3 separate regions of the Mus musculus genome follow, and regions 1 and 3 are each linked to region 2. The links are chromatin contacts, called in public HiChIP or PLAC-seq and promoter capture Hi-C maps. All regions are on one chromosome and are shown on one strand. The core of a region is the stretch at or near the end of the contact, and the rest is flanking DNA. Distances in the headings are between cores, read along the strand shown. Region 1 holds the start of Klk11 (kallikrein related-peptidase 11). Region 2 has its middle 3.9 kb from the start of Gm18905. Region 3 has its middle 14 kb from the start of Klk5.

The links. Promoter capture Hi-C pulls out the DNA fragments that hold promoters and counts their contacts. HiChIP or PLAC-seq counts read pairs in DNA pulled down with a chosen protein or histone mark.
Region 1: a contact with region 2 is called in a promoter capture Hi-C map of embryonic stem cells, with 2.9 times the contacts expected there. The contact joins the promoter of Klk11 here to the enhancer-like site in region 2. A contact is called at or near these places in 4 of 39 promoter capture datasets (the HPC-7 cell line, embryonic stem cells, hippocampal neurons and 1 more).
Region 3: a contact with region 2 is called in an H3K27ac HiChIP or PLAC-seq map of embryonic stem cells, with 5 read pairs. The contact joins two enhancer-like sites. A contact is called at or near these places in 8 of 39 promoter capture datasets (the HPC-7 cell line, embryonic stem cells, hippocampal neurons and 3 more) and 1 of 115 datasets of contacts at active chromatin or transcription factors (embryonic stem cells).

Annotation. Positions count from the first base shown.
Region 1 is chr7:43,774,528-43,778,820 of GRCm38.p6, reverse strand. Klk11 (kallikrein related-peptidase 11) reads right to left here and starts at 2,492. Exons shown (of 5, transcript NM_019974.2): 1 at 2,267-2,492; 2 at 1,784-1,940; 3 at 1,068-1,333; 4 at 355-491; 5 at 1-36. The coding sequence starts at 2,303.
Region 2 is chr7:44,274,847-44,279,348 of GRCm38.p6, reverse strand. No RefSeq gene overlaps it. Among named protein-coding and RNA genes, the nearest start is that of Gm18905, 3.9 kb to the right of the region's middle. Within about 2 kb of position 2,383, at least 3 of the 459 cell types and tissues checked have an H3K27ac peak or open chromatin away from gene starts, as enhancers often do. A contact at or near this core is called in embryonic stem cells, where this site is marked.
Region 3 is chr7:43,854,259-43,859,006 of GRCm38.p6, reverse strand. No RefSeq gene overlaps it. Among named protein-coding and RNA genes, the nearest start is that of Klk5, 14 kb to the right of the region's middle. Within about 2 kb of position 2,511, at least 18 of the 459 cell types and tissues checked have an H3K27ac peak or open chromatin away from gene starts, as enhancers often do. A contact at or near this core is called in embryonic stem cells, where this site is marked.

The DNA.
Region 1 (4,293 bases), core at 1,243-3,742, 500 kb after region 2:
AGATCCGTTGCAGACCAGGGGGCCTCCAGAGTCACCCTGGCATGAGAGGAGACACAACCTGTTAGAGTTGAGTGGGGTGGTTGGGAGGGGGTGAGGACGGTAGTGAGGGTGGTGGGCAGGTGAAGGAAGAGATTGATGGTGAGAGGCTGGGTGGGATGAAGGTGGGATTCTGGGTGAGAATATAAATGGGGTCAGGGCCCAGAGGTTCTTCATGGGTGGCAGAGTTGGAGAGGAGGGTGAACATGGGGAGGCAGGGTTGGATATGGTTGTGATCAGGGCTGACTGGGGATGTCAGTAAAGATGATGGAGGTTGCAATGGGTATGTGGCTGGAGATCCAGCCCCTGCCTGCTGACCTGACAGGAGTCCTTGCCCTCTTTCCGAACACTGGCGCACAGCATGGTGTCTGTGATGTTGCCCGGGTAGGCCTTCTCACACTCCTTGTGTTCGATGATGGAGACATTGGCACATCGCAAGGAATGAGGCAGGCGCACTGTGGGGACAGCAGTGAAGGGTGTGAGCAGTGGTCACCTGGTTTTCCAACCCCACCACAGTAGCCAGCACCTGGGACAATCCTTGCCCTGAACCCATCTCTATGCTTGTAACTGTTGCAACAGCAATGCATTGAGTAAATTCTTCCTACTACTTGTTCTCTGTGCATTACCTCTGACCCCACTGTGGTAGGTAGATATGATTATTCTTTTTAGGAAAAAAAAAAAAAAACCAAGGTTCAGAGAGGTAAAGCCACCTGCTTTAGATCCCACAACTAGAAAGTTATAGATTTGGGAATCACACCTGCCGCACACCTGTCTCACACCTGTCTCACACCTGTCTCACACCTGTCTCACACCTGCCTCACACCTGTCTCACACCTGCCTCACACCTGTCTCAGTCTTGAGGCCCAAAAGTGAGTCCCTCAGAATTTCTCATCTTCCTTTTAGCTCATCCCTCTCCTGACTGCTCCAGATCACCATGCCTCTTGAGTGACTCTGATCTTTCTCTCTGAAGATTCATCTGGTCTCCTTTCCCCATCTCCCACCCGGATCACGGTTCCCTCAGGAGCCCCTACACTGGGGGCTGGACGTGGTGCCCCATCCAGAAATGAGGCAGCTGGTGCCTGCAGCGACACAGTGTGGGGACAGGGTGAGTGGCTGCACAGCTCGGGTAAAGAAGACGGGAGACGACATCTTCACAAGCATTATGTCATTCCGGTGGTCTTTGTTGGGGAGGCTGTTGTTGAAGTCGGGGTGGGGGAAGGACTCAGTGGCCATCCGCCTCTGCTCACAGCCGTCTGTCTTCTCTAGATTGTGCTCTCCAAGGAGGATCACGTAATGGCTGAGGTGGGAGAGATGTGGTCAGAGGTAGAAAGGTAGGGGGACAGGGCAGGGGTGGGGAGGGAGAGATGATGAATTGTGCCTTGTGAACACCCAGACCCATCTACCATCACTCGCTCCTTCATCCTCATCCTGACTAAGGCCATCATCTATTCTAAGACCACCTCATTCCTTTGTCATCAACTCAACTAGATCCCCATCATACAAACTAATGCCACTCCATCCCCAAACCCTCTATCTTCATACCAACCAGGCCTCCGTCATACACACTAATGCTACTTTACCCTCTCCAGTCTGATCATCCATGCTAACACCACACCATCCCCAACCCCTCCACCCACTGCTGCCACCCCCACACGTTCTCTCTGGACCCAGCCCCTCTCTCCATTCATCTCTCCATCTCCAGCCCCCTCCCAGCCCCGCCCAGCCCCGCCCCAGCCCCCGCACCCACGGCTTGCGGCAGTGGGCTGCTGTCAGGAGCCATTTGGGGGCGATGAGGGTTGCCCCACAGAGAAGCCGTGTCTTCTGAAAGAGGGCCACCTGCCATGGCTGTGAGTGAGGCCTGCACTCATAACCCTTGATGATCCTCGTCTCTCCCCCTACGTGCCCTGAAGGGGGCAAAAGATGAAGTACAAGCATAAGAGGGGGTAGGCTGGTAGAGAGACCCCAGAAATGAAAGTAAGCAAAAGAATAGCTGTTCTCATTCTTAGCTGTCACGTGCTGGCATAAGACTATACTTCCAGGTCATTAGTGGCTGTCCTAAGATTTTGAGGGGACCCAACCCCCACCCCCATTCCTCCTCTTAGTCCCACTTGATTATGCCTGGTATAGCTCAGACTACTTCATGGGGGTGATCTCCAAGCAGGTGTCACTGTAGCTGGGGGGCCTTAGAAGTAGAATAGGGAGCCCCCCTTCCCTCTAAGCCCCACCGTACCTGTTACCAGAGCAAGTGCAATGAGTCGGAGAATCATCCTGGCCTGGAGTAGGGCAGGGCGGGCGCCAGGTTCCCCTGGGGACAAGGAGGGAGGTCTAATCACTTTAAGAGGCGATCAGAATGCTGGCTTTTGGGTTTTCTTCTTTCCTTCACCTGTTGGGTCTCTCTGCTTCTCTGACTACCTGCCTCCTTCCCCCAGGGGAACCTCCTGGTTCTCACACCAATCCCCAAGCCTGTAAGAAAAGCCTTGTGCTTCCAGAGTGGCTTGGATCTAGGCTAGCAGCTTCCTGGATATTGAGAACAACAAAACAGCTGGGAGGGGCTTTGTTGGGCAAGGCTCCTGGCTCACTCAGGTTGAGCTGCTCGGAGAAGGAAGACCCCGGGAGAAAATCTTAGAGAATATTTTTCTTTTTCTTTACATGAGAACCTGGCTTGTTCCACAACTGGGAGCCCCACAACTGGGAAGACAAGGGGGAAGGGGCTAACTACTGGGTAAGGACCTCATTTTTGATGTCCCAACATGTAGAATATTAGGGACCTGTGAGGTCTGTCCACAACCAGTGAAGTCTCTCCCTCCACCTTGCTGAACTCCAGTGAAGGACAGCTGGACTGGGCTGGGTGTGGTTGGCTAAGGGACAGCTGGTGCCTACAGCTGCCCTGGCTGGCGGGGGTGGGAGAGAAGGGCAGGACGAAGCCACCTGAGGGGACGGACTGGACGGAGGTCACTGAGTTTGGGGGCAGCAGTTTAGAGGTGAGAGATACAGAGGGAAGCAGAGTGTGGCTTCAAGTCCCTCCCCATCTTCCAAGGACATCTTCAAGAGGGGGAAAATGCATGCTGGGACAGAAGAGGCCTAGCTTCTAGGATGGCAGTCTTCTGGAATGGGTGGGGGTGGGGGTGGGGGTGGGGATGAGGGTGGGGGTGGGAGAACCTTCCCTTCTCTCCTGGATTCATTCCTGGGCTCTGGGGATGGGAACTCTAAAGGGTGCGGTTGACACTGCAGCAGGCTGGGTCTGAGCACCTGGGGAGAAGGCAGGCAGGCAGGCAGGCAGAGGGCTTGGCCTCCGGAAGGGGGGCCGCTGGGATGACTGGGCTTCTAATCCTGCCTTATTGCCCTGGGAGAGAGCTGTGTGTGGGCCCTCCCAAGGCAGCCTTGGGGTCTGGGAGACAAGATATCACTTGTCTGAGCCCCTCTTCTCCCTGTGGTCTCCTCTTCTTGTAGGTATACCCTTTTTTTTTCCAGCAGGTCTCAGAGTCTCGGGCCCCCACATCCCTCTCTCCCCTCTGTGTGTGTGATTTTGGTCTCTGCCTCTAGGCTTCTGTCCCTGCTTGTCTTTGGATCCTTGTTTCCTCTTGTCACAGCTTTTTGTCCCTACAACCCCTTTCTAGGCCTCCCATTGTGCCTGTCTCTGTCTCCTCTCTAAGGCCTCCATTGCTCTCTCTCCTCCTGTGGGCCTCTCCCTTCTCACAGCCTAGGCCCAGCGGGCCCCTTGGCCTCCTTTGGGCCCTCCCTTCTCCTTTCCAAAGAGGGGGGAATCTGGGGCGTCATAGAGGTGGGGCTGCTTGCCTGGTGAAGGGGCAGGGACAGGACGGTGGGGGAGGCAGGTCAGGGCCTGTGACAGCCATGGCTCAAGAAAGGAGAGAGAAACCTCAGCGGGTGTGCCAGGAGCCCCAGGGCTCCTATGTGGGCCTCCTTTCTCTGCTGACCCTTCCCCGGCCCCCCTGGTCTTCACTGCCCAGGCCTCCGGCACTTACTGGTTTCTGTAGATAATTTCCAGTCACTCTTCAGCCTCCTCATTAGATAGCTTCAGGTTTGAAGCCTCAGTTCTCCTAGCTTATGTTTTCATTTAGATTTTTCTTCCATGGGCCTCCTTCGCCTTACTTCCCTAGTCAGATGTGGGACAAGGCGGGGTAGGCCCAGGCTCTGCCAGCAGCCTACTGTGGCCTCAAACCCTACGGGCTCTGCCTCTTCCTACCCAGGTGACGTGGGACAGGTGACTCCACCCCAGGGAAGCTCAGTTCTCTACTC
Region 2 (4,502 bases), core at 1,134-3,633:
TGGAATCAGGTTGTCCACCAACTGAAACCCTAAGCAGCCCCTAACTAGTGCATCTCATAAGTACTCCTTCCCTCCTTAGTGTGGTGGTACAACTCTGTAATCACAGCACCAGGGAGGCTGAGTAGGGAGGGTTGCAAGTTCAAGGCCAGCCCTGAATACATAGCAATCTGTACCAGACCACAGAAGGCAAAGTGGGTTGAGATGAGGGCATGCCACAGATTCCTTGTCCAGGGCTCTTTCAGCCCTGAGGTCTGGGCTGTCATCGGTGAAGAACCGCAGTTCAAATCTTCTTAAGCGCATTTCTCAGCCTCCAGGGTAAGTCCCACCACAAAAACCCATACTGAAGCTGTCTGCTGGTGTGAGTCTTAAGCTAGGTCACAATGAGGACCCAGATATAAATCAGTTATGGGGGAATCACGGGCCAGCCTAGGCTTGTATTGTAAGAATGTCTCTGTCTTGAAAAAGAAAAGCAAAACCTTGAGAGAGGCTCCGGAGGCCATGCCGCTTCCTGAGGATCTACAGGCAGCTAGCTAGTGATTGCTAGGGGATGCAGACATTTTCTTCAGTGGTATAGCCACTTACAAGTTTCACAGACTCCTGTGAGCAATCCCAGTTAAACCCATTAGGTCACACACAAAAAGACATGGCCACAGAAGCTGTGGGTTGGTCAGAGTTCTCTAGAGGAGCAGAGTTGACAGAGCGAGTACACATGGGAAGGGCTGACTAGACTGACTTTCATGATGCAGCCTGGACAGACCAACAATAGCTGTCTTCACAATGAAGAGACTTGAGGACCAGTGGCTGTTCAATCCACGAGGCTGGGGTGCCTCGAGATTTCCAATCTGATGCTAAAGGCCTTGAGGATACTGGGTGAGCCACTGGTCTTCAGTCCACATTGGAAGACAGAAGAGACTGAGCTCTGAGATCAGGAAAGGGTGACATAGGCGGCGGCGGCGGCAGCAGCAGCAGCAGCAGCAGCAGCAGCAGCAGCAGCAGCAGCAGCATTGATGAACTTAACGTTGTCAGGGAGACACAAAGGCATTAACCACAGGGGACTATTGTGTAGATTGAAAACCTTCATCTTGGAGGCCAGCTCCTTAATCTAGAAAGTAATAAGCAACTCACAGGCTTCAGAAAGTCCCTGAAATTGAGCAGACTCACTAGGCTCCTCCCTCTTCACGCATACATAAGTAGAAAGGACTGCTAAGGGTCACTCTCAGACCAACTGAACTGTCTGGGAAAGACAACCTCTAACCTATTGAGCTGTCTGCAGGCTGTGCAGTGTGCTCTAGGGTCCCATCTTATGTGAGTTGTCATCCATGCTAGGATGGGCTTTTGTCAAAGTCGGCTATCGGAGTCATTTCTGCTTCTGTAAGTAACCCCAATAAAACTCACTGGTTCACCAAGATGGACTTTGGTGGCATCTGTTCTTTGTTCTGTGGTCAGTTCTCTATTCATGGTGAGAAAATGTTTATGTCTTCCCAGGAATAATGTCACACGACTGACTAGGTGGGGGAAGGAAGGGATTCAGTAGGTATGGGAAGGGACAAGATGAGGGACAAGGGGGATGAGTATGATTAAACATTACGCTATAAACATGGAAGAATGTGCCATAACGAAACCCACTATTGTGCACAATTAATACCTGCTAATTGAAAAACTTAAACAAAAAGTGAAACAAATGAAGAAGAACCAGAAAAAAATTGAACAAGATAAGAAGACCTGCCATTACAAGGAATTTCTTGAAGCTCCTGAAAGCCTGCGTAAGTGTGGATCATAAACCATTTATCTGCCAGATCTCCAGCCCCATCTCCTGAGAATAAGGCTTTCCTCTGAATAACCATAATATCACTCCCAGTGTCTACACCAGGAGGCTCACTGCCTCCTTCAACTCCAGCTTCAGGTGTTCTGACGCCCTCTTCTGACCTCTGTGGGTACTGCACTCAGTACCTCCCATCCAGACAGATATGCACTGCAAGTAAATAAAAAATAAAAGGAAAGAAGGAAGGAAGGGAGGGAGGGAGGGAGGGAGGGAGGGAGGGAGGGAGGAAGGAAGGAAGGAAGGAAGGAAGGAAGAGGGGCTGGAGAGAAAAGGCAGTTTAGTGGCTAAAAGTTACTGGCTGCTTTTCCAGAGGACTCCAGTTTGACCCCAGGCCCCCACAAGACAGCTTACAACCATTTGTAACTCCAATTCCAGGGCCACTCAACACCCTCTTCTTGCTCCTGAGGGCATGGTGTGCACAGACAGACACACCTGCAGGCAATGTAAGTGCTAACAGCTCTGAGGGGGAAAGGTATCCTGGCAGCCAGGAGCCAAGGAATACCACAGAGTCACACCATACAACAAACCTCATACAAGGTGAAGGCAGGCTTTATGTAGGGCTTCCAGGGGTGGGGCTTTCCAGGGTGGCCTGGGATAGGATAGGGCTTGTCTTCCTGCATCTCTACGGGCTGGGTCCGCCTGCTAGAGTATTCTCGGGGGGGGGGGGGGGGGGGCAGAGTCTGGTTGTTGGGTGTCCTTAGGTGTGGGGCCTGGCCACTTGTATGCCTCAAGGGTCTTACACAGGCAAAACACCATGCTAGTTTTAAAAATTTACACATAAAAGTAAATCTTTGTCTTTGAAAGAAAGAGAGCTCTAACCTCCTTGGACACTGCAGAACGCCCTTTCAAAGAATTCCTGTGCTCTAGGGACAGACAAACAGAAGCCACAATTCACTCAGAAACATCAGCGTCAGACTCCGAGGAAGGTCTGTACATTTAAATTTCAGCTACAAGGAGAAAACAAGGTCAAAAAGGAAATTAGCAAACGGTTCGAGAAGCAAGAAAAGGAATTACAAAATAAACGCGAAGGAGGGAGCAGAGACCTGCAGAGAAGATGGCTTCTTGGTAGGAGCGGTTCTCTCTTTTCCCATAGTCCCCATGGTTTTCATTCCTACCCTCTTGGTTCCTACCACCCCCTCAGTTCCCACTCTTCCCACCCACTCAGTTCCCATTGCCCCACTCCTCCAGTTCCCACTGTTCTCACTCCTCCAGTTCCCACTGTTCTCACTCCTCCAGTTCCCACTGTTCCCACTCCTCCAGTTCCCACTGTTTCTACTCTCTCATTTCCCACTGTTCCCATTCCTCCAGTTCCCAGTGCCCCACTCCTCCAGTTCCCACTGTTCCCACTCCTCCAGTTCCCACTGTTCCCACTCCCTCAGTTCCTACTGTTCCCACTCCATCAGTTCCCACTGTTCCCACTCCCTCAGTTCCCACTGTTCCCACTCCCTCAGTTCCCAATGTTCCCACTCCTCCAGTTCCCACTGTTACCACCCCCTCAGTTCCCACTGTTCCCACTCCCTCAGTTCCCACTGTTCCCACCCCTTCAGTTCCCACTGTTCCCACCCCCTCAGTTCCCACTGTTCCCACCCCCTCAGTTCCCACTGTTCCCACTGTTCCCACCTCCTCAGTTCCCACTGTTCCCACTCCCTCAGTTTCCATGGAGTAGCCACCCCAGTCAGTCTTCATCCAAGACTGACTTCTTCGGGAAGGGAGCGTGGGATCCTGAGCAGGCTTTCTGATGATGTCCTAGCCTCTGTGGTTGCAGATGTCACTGGGACCTCCCTGGTGACAGTGGGTTGTCCTCTGTGCAGAGGACTGGAACATCTCTAAAGAGCGCCCCCTAGAAGATGACTGAAGTAGAAACTTAAGGATCCTTTGGAAAGTCAGTTGTATTGGATGGTGTTTTGCTGGGGCAAACATGTGAAGGAACATTTACTGAGGCAGACACAGGAGAAAGGATGTTCTGCTCAAGCAAGCACATGAAAGGACAGGTAATGAAGGAGTCTTTGCTAAGGACACACATGTATGGGTCCACCTTACAATGCATAGTTGAGCTCCATTTGTTGGGACTCTGTAGAGAGAACCACGCCAAAAACTTCTGATGTATGTTAGTGACTTCTTCCTGCTTCTGTGGACTCGGGCCATTTGGCAGAGTGATGTCAACTGAGACAGACTCATGTGCTGGTCCCTCCTGCTGACTCTGCTCGGTCATGCCACTGCTGCTGATTTGTGTTTGCTCTCCTGACTCTCCTGCTGGACTGCTGGTGTTCCTGTGAAGATTTTTGTGAGTGGACAGAGCTGCCACTGCTGACCTGTGAACAAAACTGCCGGTTCTCTGATAACACAGATGGGATTTGCTCCAATGAACCATTTCTAAGCAGGTCCGCTTCCCTGTATCCTTTCTTTCCCACTACCTCTGGAGGGTGGTGGGCTAGAAGGGAGGTTAAAGCGTTTAGGAACCATCACTAAAAATAGATGTTGAAAAAAGTTAAAGTTACATAGGACTCCTTGGTCAGATGCTCGGTCGCCTTAAATCTCAGGTCCCAGGCAGACATCTGTATGCATGCAAGCCTGCTGGAATGAGCATCCTTGTCACAGATGACGATATTTCGCTCAGAGTGATTAAGCCACTTACTGAAGGTCACACAGCAAAGAAAAATGGAGTCAGGGCTCCATGGGT
Region 3 (4,748 bases), core at 1,262-3,761, 420 kb after region 2:
AGGCCATAGGTCAACTTTGGGAATCCTTATTCAATGTACCTTATGCACTTCTCCTCCAAGACTTATTTACTTTGTGTATACAAATATTTTGCCTGCATATGGATATGTACACTATATGTAAACCTGGTACCCTTAGAGGTCAGAAGAGGGCATCAGATCCCCTGGAATTTGGAGTTTAGATAGTTGGGAGCCACCACATGGGTGCTGGAACTAGAACCTGGGTCCTTTGCAAAAGCAACAAGTGTTCTAAGGCTCCAAGTCAACTCTCCAGCTCCTCATTTTGTTTTATTGAGACCTAGAATTTCCCCGGTGATAGGTAATTTCTCATTGGTGAAATGAGGCAATTCAAGCCAGATTAGATTACATTAAGTGTGGATTCACTGACCCCAAGACTGAGGCCAGAGGAGTCCCCATGGGGGAGAGAAAGTGGGGAGGAGGAAGAGAAAGAGAGCAAGAGAAAGAAAGGGGGAGGGGACGAAGGGAGGGAGGGATCAAGCGCAAAATGTCCCTATGATATAGGGAGGAGCCTTATGGGGAGGGATAGTGGGGAGGCAGTCCAGACCCTGGGCTGAAGATTTTAGGGTTGGGGGGCAGGGTACGGTCAAGTAGGAGGCCAGGTCTGCTTTGATATACTAAATATGCACCTCAGTCAGTCCCTTGTCTGAGGTCTGCTGGGTTGGCCAGCAAGCCCCAGGGATCTGCCTGTCTCAGGCCTCCTAGTGCTCCCAGTGCCTCAAGCAGGTTCCATCAAGCTTGCCGTTTTAAAACCCTTTCTATCACATTTATTTACCGTGTGTGTTCCTGTGTGCATGTGTTTGGGAACACGCGTCACAGTGTCCGTGTGGAAATCAGATGACATCTTATGGGCGTTGGTTATCCTTCCTGCCATGTGGGTTTCAGTAATTAGACTCTGTCTTCAGGCACGTGTACATCTTCACACCTATATGCAGGTGCCTTTACCCGCTGAGCCATGTCACCGGCCCCACGCCTGCTTTCATGAGGCCCTGGAGCTCAAATTCTGGACCTCTTGCTTTCCTGACGTTCACTTTACCCGCTGGTCCGTCACCCCTTGTTTCAGTCTTAATTTTTTTTATTTTTAACATAGCATCTCTCTGTGTAGCCCAAGCTGGCCTGCATTCAGTTGGTACCAGATAGAAACCTGGTTTCTTTCCTTTTATTAAACAATTATTCATGATTATTTTTGGCAAGCGGGCATATCCATGGACAGCTAAAAGTGACTCCACAACAATCAGGCATCTTTACAGCCAGCTTTCGAGGGACCCCGCGACCAGACGCATCCTCTCTAGCTGCCCAGGGGTCTTCTTGTGCATGCGCCATAATCTCAAAGTCACGTTCTTCCTACTCCTACTTTATTCGTTCTTCCCTCTCCCAGAAGCTCCTTCGGAATTCTCACCCAATAACCTCCCACGTGAGACCCGCCTCATGGTGTGGGTTTCTGTTGGGACCCGCTGCCTAATCCTATCAGTTACTGTGTATCTGATGGGAACGGAGGTTGGAGGGCAACTCTGTGGAGTCAATTCTCTCCTTCCACCTTTGCATGGGTTCAAAAGATCAAACTCAGGGCGTTAGGTCTGTGCAGCAAACACCTTATCTGTGGAGCCATCTCTCCAGCTCTGGGTTTGGTTTCCGGTTTGGAGGGAACTGGTTCTCCCAACACCTTTTATTAAGCATTCCGTGTTCTCCTGTCCATCCGGGCTGCTGTTGTAACTCATGTTAACTCCTAGACTTACACATCCACCTGTCTGAGTCTCCTCTCCCATGTTGCTCTTGGGCCCACTTGGTGATAAGCTCTCCCTTGCTGTGAACATCCCTCCTGTTTGTCACAATGCCGTGATGTGTCCTAGGTAAGAAGCTTGCTATTGCGCCACCACAGCCCTATGCTCCTCCATCTTACAACACCGTGCAGGAAGGTGAGAGTCTCCACCCTTGATATTAAGGGACTGCTCACAGACGCCTGCCTCCTCCCAGCTCTGGAACCAGCGTCTGCATGGAAAAAGACACAACCTCGTATGAGAAAAGAAAGTTTGAGCTGCCAAGAAAATGAGTGTTAGCTCAGCTTCCTCCTTCTGGAAGCCTCTTTTCCCACACCCAACCCTCTGGATCAGCTCAAACAACCAAAGACAGTATCTTGACTCTTGCCTTTTATTTTCCCTGCTCCAAGTTGAGCAGGGCATGCAAGGCAGGAGCAGGAAGGAAATTCCTGAGAGGGTGGGCTACAACCGGCTTGCTATCCGGTCACCGTTTGTTCCTGTGATTTAAGGTGGTTAGCCCTCCTCGGGGTACTCGCCTTCTGAGTGAGAAATTGGGGAGGGATATTCAGACGTTATCACAGAGTCTTCCTTTTTTTTTTAAAACATTTTATTTTATTTTAGCGACGAGGCCTCATGTATCCCAAGCCTTGCTTTCAACTCTGTGCAGCCAACAATGACCTTGAAATCCAGAGCCTCCCACTCCTGGCTCCAAATGCCTGGATTACAGCATCATTCGCTGCCACACCCTGTTTACATCTCGTGAGTGCTGAGTACACCAACCCAGCTACACCCACAGTGGTTTTGTGTTTGTTACTGAGATAGTTCTCGCTAAGTAGCCCAGGCTGGCCTTAGTCTCCAGATTCTCCCTACCTCAGCCTCCCTAGTATGGGAATTACAAGTGTCAACCACTACTCTCAGCTTCCTTTTCCTTCATTTTGCTTAAAAAACAAACAAAACAAAACAACAAAAAAACCAGTGCTGATGGTGGGAGAAGGGCTGGCAAGATGGCTCAGTCAGTAAAGGTGACTGCCCCCAAGCCTGACAGCCTAAGTTCAGTCTTCAGGACCCACAGGGTAGACGTAGAAAGATAAATAAATCCTGCAAATCGTTCTCAGAACAGGCCATGGCGTGCACTTGCCTCTTCATGCCCTCCAACCCCCACAGGCATAAAATACAACAAGTGTAAGAAGAATGTTTAAATACAGTACTAAGGATTAAACTCAGGGCCTTGCACATGCCAGGCAAGCTCTCTGTCACTTGGAACGAGGAGGAGGTATTCTGTAACCTTGCCTGACTCCACACTTCAGATAAGATGGGTGCAGCTGAAATGAGCTTATCAACCTCCCTCCTACTTCATTGTTGACCAAGCAGATACTGCTTGAGTCCACAGGTGACCTGGAAAGCACTCCCTCAGCCCCTTGCTGGGGGTTCTAGAGAGGGGCGCTACCTCCCAAGCTCCCAGCTCTGCTTGCTCCCTTCTACCAGGTAAACAAACATTCCCCCTCCCCTTGGCTTTGATCTTAGCTAGCTTCCATCCTAGCTCCTTGCTTAGAGCTAGGTCCTATGGCTTCTGTGATGCTTCCAGCTCACTTGCCAACTAACATAAGTGATAGCTAGTCTTGGCCAGGGCTGCAGAAGGGTTTGGGTGAGATCATCTCAGCTTTATCCAATTTATCTAGTATAGAGTCAGAGGGGTCACAGGGCATTGGCCTCTCTTCCTTGTTATATCTGATAAATTATTTCTCCCCCATTGAAATGAGCCAATTCAAGCCAGATTAAAATATATATATATAGGCAGGTTTAGTCTGAAGTTGCGAGTTTACTGGCCCCAAGGAAGGAAGCCAGGGAAGTCGCCATGGGAAGAGAGACAAAAGAGAGGGAGAAGAGAAGGAAAGGAAAAGCGCAGAGGCAGAGTGAAGGAGAGAGCAGGAGAGAGCCAGAAGGCAAAAATGTCTTGATTATATAGGAAGGAGCCTCTGGGGGAAGGGCAGCCCAGCCCCCACAATGGACAGTTCATGGTTAGGGGCAGGGTATGCCAGTGAGGACTGAGGAATGCTGGGAGAACCTGGAGGGCAGGTCTGCTTTGGTATGTGAGATATGCACCTCAGCTCTTTGTCCCCGAGCCTGAAACCAAACAGTGTTTATGTGTCTTGGGTTCTCTGTTCACCCTTGACTCTGATCCTGAGTCCGAGTGCATCCAAACTCTGCCACTGCAATAAGCAGGTTTTATGTAGATGGGACCTGTGTCTGTGAGACTCTGAGAATCCACCACAAGCTTCCCTTGCTGTTTCCACCTTAGCTACAGTAAATGTCACGCACCCAGTGTCTTTACGTGAATGCACATTCGTGTGTGGGAGGGTACGTCGGTGTGTGGAGGGTGGAGGTTGATGCCAGGTGTCAGTCCTCGGGAACTGTCCACTTGTTTTATGAATCAGGGTCTCACTGGCCTGGAAGGTACTGAGTAGGTTAGGCTAGCTGGCCAGTGAACCCCAAGGATTGCCCTGTCTACATGTTCTCTCTGTGGTGAAATGTGAATACAATGTACCCTCTTTTCCATGAGAGGATTAAATAAGGCAAAACACCATTTAAAAAATAGAATAAAAAAGCTGCTTGGCAGAAAGTCAAATCCCCCCCAGGGTCAGCGCTTCTTGAAATCAAAACACATGCTCCAGGTGGCACCCTCTTCTCCAACACTGTGCTTTGTTGTTGGCTGTGCCATTCTGAGCCAGCCAGCCTTCTCATAATGTAGAACCCTGGTCATTTAGAACATGGCACAGAACCCCCTTTACTCTAGGAATAGGAACCTAGTTGAGCAGGGCATGGTGGGACATGCCTTTAATCCGGCATTCAGGAGGTGGAGACAAGTTTGTCTCTGAATTTGAGGCCAGCGTGGTTTACATAGCAAGTTCCAGGATAGCCAGGGCTACCTAATAGAGAAACCCTGTCTCAGAAATAACACCACCACCACCCCTACCA